Linked DNA regions of Mus musculus: regions 2 and 3 are each linked to region 1. The links are chromatin contacts, called in public Hi-C and promoter capture Hi-C maps. All regions are on one chromosome and are shown on one strand. Each heading gives the region's core, a stretch centred on a gene start, on an enhancer-like site or on the middle of the called end of the contact. The rest is flanking DNA. Distances are from core to core; before and after follow the strand shown. Region 1 holds the start of Surf6 (surfeit gene 6). Region 2 has its middle 16 kb from the start of Ralgds. Region 3 holds the start of AA543186 (expressed sequence AA543186).

What was found. A called contact is a pair of places that touch in the nucleus more often than the background predicts. Capture Hi-C pulls out chosen DNA fragments and counts their contacts.
Region 2: a Hi-C map of B cells shows a contact between it and region 1, with 6 read pairs. The contact joins the enhancer-like site here to the promoter of Surf6 in region 1. A contact is called at or near these places in 3 of 39 promoter capture datasets (embryonic stem cells, hippocampal neurons and liver), 1 of 484 Hi-C or Micro-C datasets (B cells), 2 of 115 datasets of contacts at active chromatin or transcription factors (embryonic stem cells and thymic regulatory T cells) and 1 of 9 other capture datasets (liver).
Region 3: a promoter capture Hi-C map of liver shows a contact between it and region 1, with 2.9 times the contacts expected there. The contact joins the promoter of AA543186 here to the promoter of Surf6 in region 1. A contact is called at or near these places in 3 of 39 promoter capture datasets (liver, pre-B cells and second pharyngeal arch cranial neural crest) and 1 of 9 other capture datasets (liver).

The regions. Positions count from the first base shown.
Region 1 is chr2:26,900,700-26,904,456 of GRCm38.p6, reverse strand. Surf6 (surfeit gene 6) reads left to right here and starts at 1,570. Exons shown (of 5, transcript NM_009298.4): 1 at 1,570-1,763. The coding sequence starts at 1,670.
Region 2 is chr2:28,515,815-28,519,571 of GRCm38.p6, reverse strand. It overlaps a transcript of Ralgds not described here. Among named protein-coding and RNA genes, the nearest start is that of Ralgds, 16 kb to the left of the region's middle. Within about 2 kb of position 2,136, at least 225 of the 459 cell types and tissues checked have an H3K27ac peak or open chromatin away from gene starts, as enhancers often do. A contact at or near this core is called in B cells, embryonic stem cells, hippocampal neurons and 2 more, where this site is marked.
Region 3 is chr2:25,330,620-25,334,376 of GRCm38.p6, reverse strand. It overlaps AA543186 (expressed sequence AA543186), which reads left to right and starts at 1,806. Exons shown (of 2, transcript NR_027448.1): 1 at 1,806-2,229. Man1b1 (mannosidase, alpha, class 1B, member 1) reads right to left here and starts at 1,634. Exons shown (of 13, transcript NM_001029983.2): 1 at 1,401-1,634; 2 at 834-942. The coding sequence starts at 1,517.

The DNA.
Region 1 (3,757 bases), core at 321-2,820:
CACCATTCACACCTGCACACATGCGTGAGAGACTCAGAGATGCAAAGACAGTGTTGGCAATAGAGACACCAAAAGACGCCGAGGGATTCCAACAGCTCCAAGTCCTTAGAGTGGCTGGGTAACCTCTCCCAGGAGTTGTCCATCACAAAGCAGCGCATGTGAGGAGCACAGTAACACCAAGAGGCCTGACACCCATGGAGGGAACAGTGGGACGGCCCCTCCTTATATAGCTTTGGGTTCCTGGCATCTAGTAAATCCGTGACATAAAATAAATGGATGAAGAATCCGCTAGTACTGCAAGCTATATGACTGCAGCACCTGTACCTTTGATGCCACCTATTTTTGCCATCCTACTTAGAGCTATCATGCCTGCATCTTAGAAGGACTGGCCTTGGGCTTGGAAAGGCTGAGGTGTCTTGCTCAGAAGCGAAGATCTTAGAAACCGGGAGCTCAGACCCCATTGCCCCTCAGTACCAGGCTCACGGCTGACATACAGAAACCATGGTTCTCGGGCAGGTATGTGCATTCAGCCTGTCACTCCTGACTACCATCAGCATGCCTCATCCATGGTTGTAGTCCTGGGTCTATAAGGAACATAGGCTGGTCACCAGGTGACCCAGCACCTACAATAGCCAAAAAGAACATAGCACTGGAATGTGTAGCTAGGGGCAAGTCACTGCCCCAGTGAGGGAGTTTTCCAGCAGTGATGCCAAAGCAGTGTTAACTGTTGGAAGAGCTTGTAAGTGCCCTGGAGAAAGCTTAGCCACCTAGTGAAAGACAGTGTTTTATTGTTTAGTCAATTCTGTCGTTCACATTTAAAAGCGAAACTTCTCCTTTAAAGGGCACCATTGTCTTTCCTCTGCTTGCGTGGCCAGGGCCAGAGCTCCCTGGAGATACTGCTTGGGGATTTAGTGTTCTAGAAATTCAGAGTCACAAGTGATGTAAGTTGTGTGTCACCTTTTTTCATGAACTTCTGAGTTGCTGGGTCACACCCAAAAAACTACCGGGCAGGCTCTTCTTTGGGCTTGCCTTTCCCTTCATTTCCTCATAAGTAGCTTTAACGCCATCTGCAAGTAGTTTCTTATTCCTAAGGGCTCATCACCATTGAGATTCATTGCTACCGCATGTAATCTAAGATCCACGCCATACTCAGGTCTCTAGTTGTGGCCCACGTCTTTTTATACCTGATTGCGTTTTGCTCTGTGTGGCGGGAGTGGCAATAGGATGCTGGGCATCCCCTGCAGGCGGGGTTCTGACCTTCAGTCCAGCAGTAGGGAAAGAGCTATAGTAGCCCAGGTCTGCCCGGCCCTGAGGGCTTCAAGCTCGGTGGGAGCCCAGCCCTCTCAGGTTACAGGCTCCATTTTCAGAGAAACGCCTCCAGATTGAGGAGTAGCCGGCCCGTCAGGCATGGCTAATTGAGCTCCGAGAGGAAAGCAGCTGCTAGCGGATTTACACTGTGGCTTCCGGGGCTGGCTGGCTGGTTTGCTAACCTGGAGTTTAGATTACGGCTAATCCTTGGGGGTGGCTTCCGGTGCTCCAGGCTGCGTCTGCGCATAAGATACTTCCGGCGGGGTCACGCCGCTCTACTGGTGGTACCTGCGTGTACGGAGCTTCCGGCGGGGCTCCACCGCGGGAGCTTCCTATTCTGGTCCCAGCCTTGGTTGGCAGCATGGCTTCTCTCCTGGCCAAGGATACCTATCTTCAGGACTTGGCCAAGAAGATCTGCGCGCAGCCTGGCCCTGAACGACAGAGGAGCACATGGGGTAAGGCATCCGGCTCGAGCAGCTTTTGGGAGCAGACGCCGTCAGTAAGGAGCCCGCTGTCCTAGGTCGGGGCCGGACCCCCCGCAAGGGATATGAGTTCGAGCGGGTGGGTACTCGCGGGGACAGCAAAAGCTTGAGCTCTGGGCCCTGAAGGAGTGGGAGGCAGTTAGGAAATTACCAGACTCGAACGGAAAGAAAATCGGGCTTGCTACTACAAGTGTGAAGAGTTTTCTTACTGGCGTGTGTGTTTTTCAGCCCTTGTCTGTGAATGTGTTTCTTGTGTTGAAAGAACGCACACTCCATTCTTGGCTGTTTAGTTTAAAGCGCTAACATTTCCTTATCTTTGGAAGTGGAAGCAAGTCTTAAATCATAAAATGTTAATTGCGTCTGGGCCTGGTTGGTAGGGAGGCTGAGGAGAAAGACCTCGAGGTCAAGACCCGCCTGCCTGTCAGGACTACAGGATGTGATCACCTCTGCATGAGCAACTTCAGGAAACTCTCCGAAAGTAAAAGGAGCGGGTGGAGATATGGCTCAGTGGTTAAGAGCACTTGCTACTTTTGCATAGGACCCAGATTTGGTTCCCAGCAGCTACATGGCAGCTGACACCAGCCCCTAATTCCAGTTCTAGGGACTCATTAACACTCTTCTGGCTCTCAGTGGCACCAGGGATGGTCTTGATGCACAGACATACTTACAAACAGCACTCATAAAAGTAAACGAGTCTGGGAGGCACAGGTGGGAGGTGGTCTGCAAGCCTTTTAACACCAGCACTTGGCAAACAAGCAAGAAAGATTACTGTGAATTCCAGATGGCCAGGACTGCATACTGAGACCCCTTTTATTTGTTTGCTTGTTTGGAGACAGGGTTTCTCAGTGTAGCCTTGGCTATCCTGGAACTTGCTCTGTAGACCAGGCTGGCCTTGAATTCAGATTCACCTGTTTCTGCCTCCCAGGTGTGCCACCACCGCCTGGCTTAAGATCATGTGTTAAAAACAAACAAACAAACGGAGCTGGAGAGAGGGTGCAATAGTTCTGTGTATCTACAGCTCTTAGGAGAGGACCAGATTGTTCCCATCAGCCACCCTCATTTATGGTGCACATGATTAAAATGTAATAAATTTACCAAAAGAAAAAGGAGGTTTGGAAGTATGATTTAGTGTTGGAGTACTTGCCTAATGTGTGTGAGAGCTGTTGTGTGGTATCATGTAGGAAGACACATGAGTACCTGCTCAGCCAGGACACACATGCTGCACGTGAGCACAATGAAGCATTTGGTCTGGAGCCCATTTAGAATGATGGTGGCCTGTAAACATGGGTTTAGGTTTCCCCAAGTCCCATTTTCCAAGGGAAAATATTCCTTGAAGTAGTTTCTTGAAGTTTGACAGAACGAAGAAAGTCAAAGCAGGTTTAAAATACATTAGAGTGTATACCAGGTCATATAGCAAAATGACAGCTTTCTTTAGGACTAGATGCTGATGGCAGTTCCTCCCGTCCCCCAAACAGGGCTTCTCTGTGTAGCTTGTAATGTCCTGGACCCTGTAGACCAGGCTGGCCTTGAATTTACAGAGATTAGTCTGCATCTGCCTCTGAAGTGGAGTGCTGGGATTAAAGGTGTGCCTGGTGCTGATAGCATTCTTAATTTTTAGGTTGGCCTGCTAAGTGAGTATATTCCAAAACGTTTATTATCTATTAGTCACATGGAGGAGTCAGTCTGCAGACAGCTTCTTTCCAGGAAATCTCTGGCAGAACCAAAGGCAGAATACTGCTGAAGTCCAGAGAGGCAAATGAATTGAGCCTTATGGGGTGACTCACAGGAGTGGAAATGATTCAAACACAGCTTTACCACCAAAGTCTACCCCAGCATGGGTGATGGATCACAAAAGCTGGAAACCTGAAGTGCACTGCACAACTTGCAGGCAGCTCAAAAGTTGGAGAGTATTTATTTCATGTACTTCTGTTTGATTAAGTGATGCTCTGCCTTCTTATCTATGCTTG
Region 2 (3,757 bases), core at 887-3,386, 1.6 Mb before region 1:
ATGCACCCAGTCTAAGGGCAGGGCTACAAGGCCAGTCCAGGAGGTAGCCAGAGGCCACCTCTTGCTAGACTGTGTCCCTGAACAGCCTTCTTCCAGCACAGGGTTGGGCTCCACAAATGAACATAGCAGCACCTAAGGGGATCTATAGTTACCTATTCCCTTGCAGGGAGGCCAGGAGTGGGAATTTCCTTGGAGAAAGGGAAAGGGGAAGGAGAGAGAACACAGACAGGTTCTGAAGGATGGTAGCATGCACCTTTATCCCAGAACGTAGGAGGTAGGGGCAGGCAGATCTCTATGAGTTCAAGGCCAGCCTGATCTACATGGTGATATTGTTCTAAAAAATATACAAACAAACGAAAAAACACTGACTGGCTTAGCAATCATTTCAGGATATTTAATACTAAAACCTCAAGCCCAGTGTCCAGCTGCCCAGACTGTGTGCTGGAATCCAGTTACCTCAACCTCAAACCCTGGAATCTACCAGCGGAGGCAGGCAGACTCAGCCACGTGCAGGCCCTGGGCCCGATTTCCCACATCCCATGCAAGTCCCCAAACGTGACATAACTTACGGGGCAGTATTGATGTTTAAAGTGGTGAGCACACAGGGAAAGGGACAGATGAGCCAGAGATGGAGAAACAGGTCAAGAGGAATTATGCTGTGGTCAGCCGGCTAGTTAGTCTCAAAGTTGGTTTGAGACCACAGCCTTGTATTCCAGGAGCTCCAGGGGACTCTTGGTCTTTGCCACACCTGGGATGCTGCCGTGCCCCAGGACTAGGGAGTCCGGGGCTACAGGGTATTTGTGTTGTTAAAACATCGTGCCTGTCCCTCTGGAATGGCCGGCACCAGGCTACAATTGACTGTACAGCTGATTCTGAATCTTTCTGACATTCTACCACTGTCCAATTGTCACTCGGATATCTAGAAAATGGCATTGGTTGCTAAGGGACTGGCCTGATGGTAGGCAGCTGCAGCTTGGGGTAATAGGAAGAGGGAGTAGACTGGGGTTTCTCTCAGTAAGGATCCTGGGGCTGTGGGCTGCTAGGCCCTATATGGAGGTGTGGGTGGATCAACCACAGGAGGTAACCACTCAGAGCTAAGAGCCACACACAGGCGGTGGGAAAGCCCCTAGCCGGGAGTCTTCCTGCAGGTATTTTGGGGGACTATGGTTGCTAAGCAACTGTACTAGGTTGCCATGGGAACTCTCCCTTCTTCTGGGACTTGTCATTTTTATGGAGATGCCACATTCCTTCCCATCTCTACCTCCTCAGGCTGTCTCAGCTACCTGTAAGGGGCCCTGGAGGCTCCCCAAACCTACCTTTGCCTACAAGGAAGCCACCTATCCAAGAAAGTACTATGCCTCTAAGACTCAGTTTGGGGGTGTGTGTGTAGGGGATTCAGGTCTCACAGTGTACCTCAGGATGACCTTGAACTCATAATTCTCCTGCCTCAGCTGGGATTGCAGTCGTGCACCACCCCGTGACCCTCTAAGAGAGGATTCTCTTGAGGTTCAAGACCCAACACAGAAAGCAGAGTTGAGGCCCTCATTAGAGTCAGGGGGATGAAAAAAATCTGTCTAGCTTGGTTTGCATCTCCATTCCTGCTAACCACCAACTCAGGCTCTTCCTGCCTTGACAGGGCTCTGACCACTAGAAGCCCAGTATAACTGGAAGGCATTCTCCGCCCTAGCCCTGGTGCCTGGCCCCTCCCTGGCTTGTCTGTAAAGGAGTGTCACCTGGGGCTTGCCATTACCCAACCAGGGGTTGTCCCCATGCCCAGCCAACCAGTGTTGGCAGCAGGCCATGCTGGGTAGACATGCCTCCTCTGGGACAGGCTAAGGCTAAGGTCCCTGCCAGCCATGTGTTGTATAAGCAGCTCACCTTTCCCTAAAACTACTTCTTGTGGCCTGTGGTAATAGGTAGGGGAGCTGTCTGGAAACTGCAGTAGGCCAAGGCAACTTACTGGTGACGAGCCAGAGGGAGGCAAAGTCCAGGCCCCAAGGTGTGTGTGTTGGGGAGAGGGGGTGGGGGAGAAGCTGAGGTCTCCTCAGTGGTTACCAGCAACACCCTGCTGCTCGCCTGCTCTCATTCTGATTTCCTTCAGTGTGTGTCACCAAGGATGACTCCTGACCTGTTTACAGTTTGCTTTGTCTCCTGGCAACCAGATGAGCTTTTGTGGAAACTCGGGACAGGGCAGTGCAGTACTGAACTTCCACACCAGAGGTTACAGCGCCACCTGCTGGTGCTACCATTGGTGGCCTTCAAGCCTTCCTACACAGGTGAAATTCTGCCAGATCCTAAGGAACCTGGCCTTCCCTATAACCCTCCTCACAGGCTCAGCTGTGTCCTTCCAAAAGCCCTTGGGTCCTGCAGATCCAGGCAACACAAGGCTAGACTGGGATGGGGTCAGGTCAGGGCTCACTCTCTCACTCTCACACACTCTCTCTCTCTCTCTCTCTCTCTCTCTCTCTCACACACACACACACACACACACACACACACACACACACACACACACACACGATGTCCTTACAGTAATGGAGACAACCAGACACAGACACACAGAGACACAGACACACAGAGGCAGCTGTGTGGAGGCAGAGGACTACAGACACGTTTAGGGGGATTTAAAGCTAAGGACTACAGCCATGCCAGAAGCTGTGGTTCAGTGGTGTTGATGCCTTGCTTTTAGGCTTCTGTCCTCTAGAACCACGAGAGATTTCTGTTGCACAGGGTCATCCAGTATATGGCATTCTGCTAGAGCAGCCACAGGACACTAACACAACGTACCAGGCCTGTCACCTTTTTGTCACCGTCATGCCTACCTCGCTGACTCTTGTCTCGCTCCCTGTCAGCTTTCTGCACTGCTCTTCCTGCTTTCTCTCGTGTGGCTGACCTATGAGATGCACAAGCACATGGATGAATGGCTCTCCAGCTCTGCTACTTCACCAAGTTCAGACAACCGTAAAAGTCAGAAGCTGGGGAAATGGCTCAGAGGTTACAGGGCCAGGACCTCCACGACTCAGGCAAATGCCTGATGGCTGTGGCTATCCAGACAGATATAAATCTAGCCTCAAAGGATAGAGACGGAATCTCCAGAGCAAGCTGGCCAGCAAGCCCAGCCCTATTAGTTGAGACCCTGCCTCCCTCAATGATCACAGCACCTACCATATGCATGTGCCAACACATGCATCTACGCCCAGTGTGTTGGAGTTCCCAGCACTCGGAAGAGGATGTCTGTGAGTTCTGGGGTCTACACAGTGAGTTCCAGGATAGCTAGTGCTATGTAGAGACCCAGTCTCAAAACAAATGAACCAAAACTCATGCACAACATATATACACATATATGTATAACACACATACCTGAAAATGGAAGAGGAAAAAGTCAAGAGACAGCAGCAGGTGTGCAGATGGGGGGTGGGGTGGGGTGGGGTGACAGCAATGAAGGCAATAGCAGGTGAGGAAGAAGATGCTTCCTGCTGCTCATGGCCACCCTGGTGCCAGGACAACCAACCTCTGTGTTTCCATATCCCTGGCCCTTCGATCTCAGGAGGCTAAAGGCCATGTGAGTCACCCATCTCTGTCCTTTGTTTTCCTCTCAAGGCCTACCTGGTCTCCCATAAGCACAGTGGAGACTCATTCCAGCACCTACTTGACCGTGTGTGTGTGTGTGTGTGTGTGTGTGTGTGTATGTGTGTGTAAGATGACACCGTAACACTTGGGGACTGCTGTCAGCTGTGACTAAAACACAACCTTAAGA
Region 3 (3,757 bases), core at 557-3,056, 1.6 Mb after region 1:
CTGTGGAAGCAAACCTTTTCACCTTAAGGCCCATTACAGGCTCCAGAACAGATGTCTAAACAGGTGCTATTTGTTTCAGGTAGTGAAACCTCCAAGAAGCACTGAACTCAAGAAGGCCCAGAGGAATCAAATCTGCTGTTAGTGTCATTGTATCTTGGAGAGAGTTTGTCTGTGGAGCCCTGGCTTTGTAAACCAGGCTGACCTCAAACTCAGAGTCACCTGCTTCTCCCTCCCAAGTGCTGGGATTAAAAGCGCCACCACCTCCCAGCTTGAGCAGGGTTTTATGTAGCCCAAGCTAGCCTCAACTCCTGATCCTCCTACCTCTATTTCCCAAGTGTGAAGACCACAGTCTTTTCCAGGCTGAATTCTTTTTCAAGCATTTGGCAGAGTGTGTCCTTAAACACAACATACAACAACCCCCTCAGCCCCGCAACATATCAATTTAATAGTGCCCAAACAGGCAGCTTGACTTGAGCAATCTGAAGCAATGTTTGGGTTTCCAACCTTAAAGCAGCCCAGAAGGAATCCTAGGATCCTCTCAGGATATCCACTGGTCCCAGGCAAACACACTGTACCACGTGGTAGGGACATGTGATTAGTGCTGATCTGCTGCTATAGACTGATGGGGAGGGGAGGGACAGCACTGTTGGCCCAAAGACCTACAGGGTCACCTGTACACCAGTTGGTCATACTGGGCTCCACATTTTCCCCTCTGCTGTATTTATTGCCAATCTGTCACCACATGCCTTGTGGTACTGTTTTATCTGGATTGCAATACTGTATCTGACCTCAGCCTGCATCTCCTCTGCTCGAGCACCACTGGTATTTCATACCTTTCCACTGGTCAGCCGTATGAAGAGAGTACAGGAATCCACAGAGAATCAGAAAGCCCAAGACGAAGAGAATCACATTCCGCTGTAGCCTCGAAAGCTGCTTCCATTTCTAAGAAAGAGCCGGGAAAATGACACTTGTCACAGATTCGGTTAAAAGAGCAATTCAGAGAGACCCTTATGTAAGGCTTGTCCTTACTTGAGGGCAGGTAAGTTCCCTCTCAGCAAAGTTTACATTGACAGAACAGTGCTAGAGGTGACAGAGCACACCATCCCATACATGGCACAAGATCTGTACACCATGTGTCCAGCTGCACGTGCACTGGAGAAAAACTCCTGAAATCCCCATGACTTGGCTCAGGCATCGTCGGACCATACGGGCTGTGCTCATTGCCCCCTCAGCTCAGGATCCCCAGGGCACCTGACATTAGGCAGGGGAAGCAACCACACCGAAACCCAAGCTGCGAGAACCAGACGCAGCACAGAAACTTCTGGACGCTGGAAGAGACACGAACGCTCCAGCTAGGTACTTCCCTCGGTAAGGCTTCCCCAGCCCGGACCCCGCCTCACCCTCCAGCATGAGCGCCGCCGCCGGCTCTTGCTGTTGTCGTAGCTCTCGCCCAGGCTCAGCGTCACCGAGATGAAGTCCCGGTGAGGCGCCGGCGGCGGCGCCGGCGGTGGGTACATAACTGCGAAGCCGGCCCAAAAGACCTCGCTTGCTGGAGGCGTCAGGAAGCCCAAGACTGAGAAAGACCGCGGGCTGCCATAACGAAGGCATCCACACCCCGCCCATCGCCCTAAACACCAGTGCGCACGCGCCGCGTCTTATCGGTCGTTGCGCAAGCTCAGAACCCTAGTCTAAGCACCGCGCCTGCGTACACCCTTGTGCTGGTATTTCCTGGCGGGTCACTGGCGTCACGATACCCGCCCCTGTGCCGTTGACGTTATTTCATCGCGTCCTTACGTCGCTGAATCGCGCGCATCCGCTCCATTGCAGGCGTCCTGCAGACTCCCTGTTGGGGGCGGACTGACTACGGTTTGGAGAAGTGTTCTTTGTTGCAGTTACGTCTGGCTTGAGTTGTGGACTATCACCCTTGCCGGAGTCCTGCGCTCGATCTCGGGGAGCGGGCATCACCCTGGCGCGCCTGGAGGTGAAACGCAAAACTCCTGACCGGAGGAAGGGACGGCCCTGCTGAGGCTGAGTCCTGGGGTGGCTCTGCGCCCTGAGGCCGCGGCCTGGCCTTTCTAGTCGCTCCGGCCTGGGAGCGACCCTTTCTGCGACCATTCCGCTCCTAGCCCTACCTACGTACTCGGCAACGGGTTTAAAACGACCTCACTTTTCCGTGCGCGTGGTTCCCTCGAGGAAAACATGCAAAACGACAAAACTGCCCACTGTCCGGTGGGTGAAACTGCTGCTTCCCAACTTACTTGTGGTATTTCTGAGCATTTGGAGAGTTCCCTACGTTGCGATCATTTAGTTTGAATCTCCTACAGAAGACCTACCTGATCCCGCGCCCCTTCCCTACATTTTTTTTTTTTTTTTTTTGTGGGGTTGGGGGAGGTTCGAGACAGGGTTTCTCTGTATAGCCCTGGCTGTCCTGGAACTCACTCTGTAGACCAGGCTGGCCTCAAACTCAGAAATCCGCCTGCCTCTGCCTCCCGAGTGCTGGGGTTAAAGGCGTTCGCCACCACACCCGGCCCCTTCCCTACTTTTAAGTCCTCACAGATCGCTATTACAATAGTGCTCTCAAATGTAGGTTTTCGGAACCATGGCAGATGGTGCAATGACTTTGAGGTCTGCATATCTTCCAAAATGAAGGCGGAGTTCTTGTTGGCTATTCACGCCAACTCAAGCCAGGTCTACACATTCCCACGTTCTGCTACTGCTTATGACCATGAGGTGGCAGTTGGCATACCAAAGGGCTAGTTAGAGCTCTACGTTAAAAAAAAAAATAAACCTTTGAGGGAAGAAATAGGAAGAGTTTGTTAGACCAAAACAAAATCTGGAGCTGAAAATCTTCCAATTCAAGCCAGGCAAGAATGATAAGCCACTGTGGGACAAATCCTTGTCCAAGTTCAGAATCTAGCGACATTGAAGGTCTTGAAGGGGTTGAAAGAGGAAAACCAAGTCAGCCACAGAGAGCAATGATGAAGTAACCTTGCCCTTCTCATAATTAAAGCAAAGCAACACCTGTCTGTGCCCATATACAGACTCTTAACACTGCAGAGGTAAGGAAGTTACATAGTTCCAAGCCAGCCTGGGCCCCAGAGTGAGTGAAGTCTTGTCTAACAGTACTCAAACAATGGGAAGCTATACCTTTAAGCACACAGAAATTCATTATAGGCCATATATAAGACCTAAAAGAAGTCGAAATAAATTTGGAAAGATTTTGGTCACATAACATATTTTTAGCCATATTTGGACTAGAAAAGTGAGAAATCAATAAATATTTGAAAAGCGTAAACACCACTCTAAATAAGAGGGTTTTGGGTTTTTTTTAAATCACAAACTAAATTAGAAAATAATGTTGAATCAAATGAAAAGGGGGGCTGGAAAGGTGGCTCATTGGTTTGAAGGAGTGTACTATTGTAGAGGACAAGGGTTCCCACATCAGGCACCTTACAACCACCTGTAACTCTAGACCAAGGGTGCCTCTGTGAGCATCTTTATGCAAATGTACATACACACATAAAATTAAAAGTAATATATTTTTGAAAAATTTGAAACTTTGGTTATAAACTTTTACAATAAAAGTGATGGAGGGGGGCTGGTGAGATGGCTCAGTGGGTAAGAGCACCCGACTGCTCTTCCGAAGGTCCGGAGTTCAAATCCCAGCAACCACATGGTGGCTCACAACCATCCGTAACAAGATCTGACTCCCTCTTCTGGAGTGTCTGAAGACAGCTACAGTGTACTTACATATAAT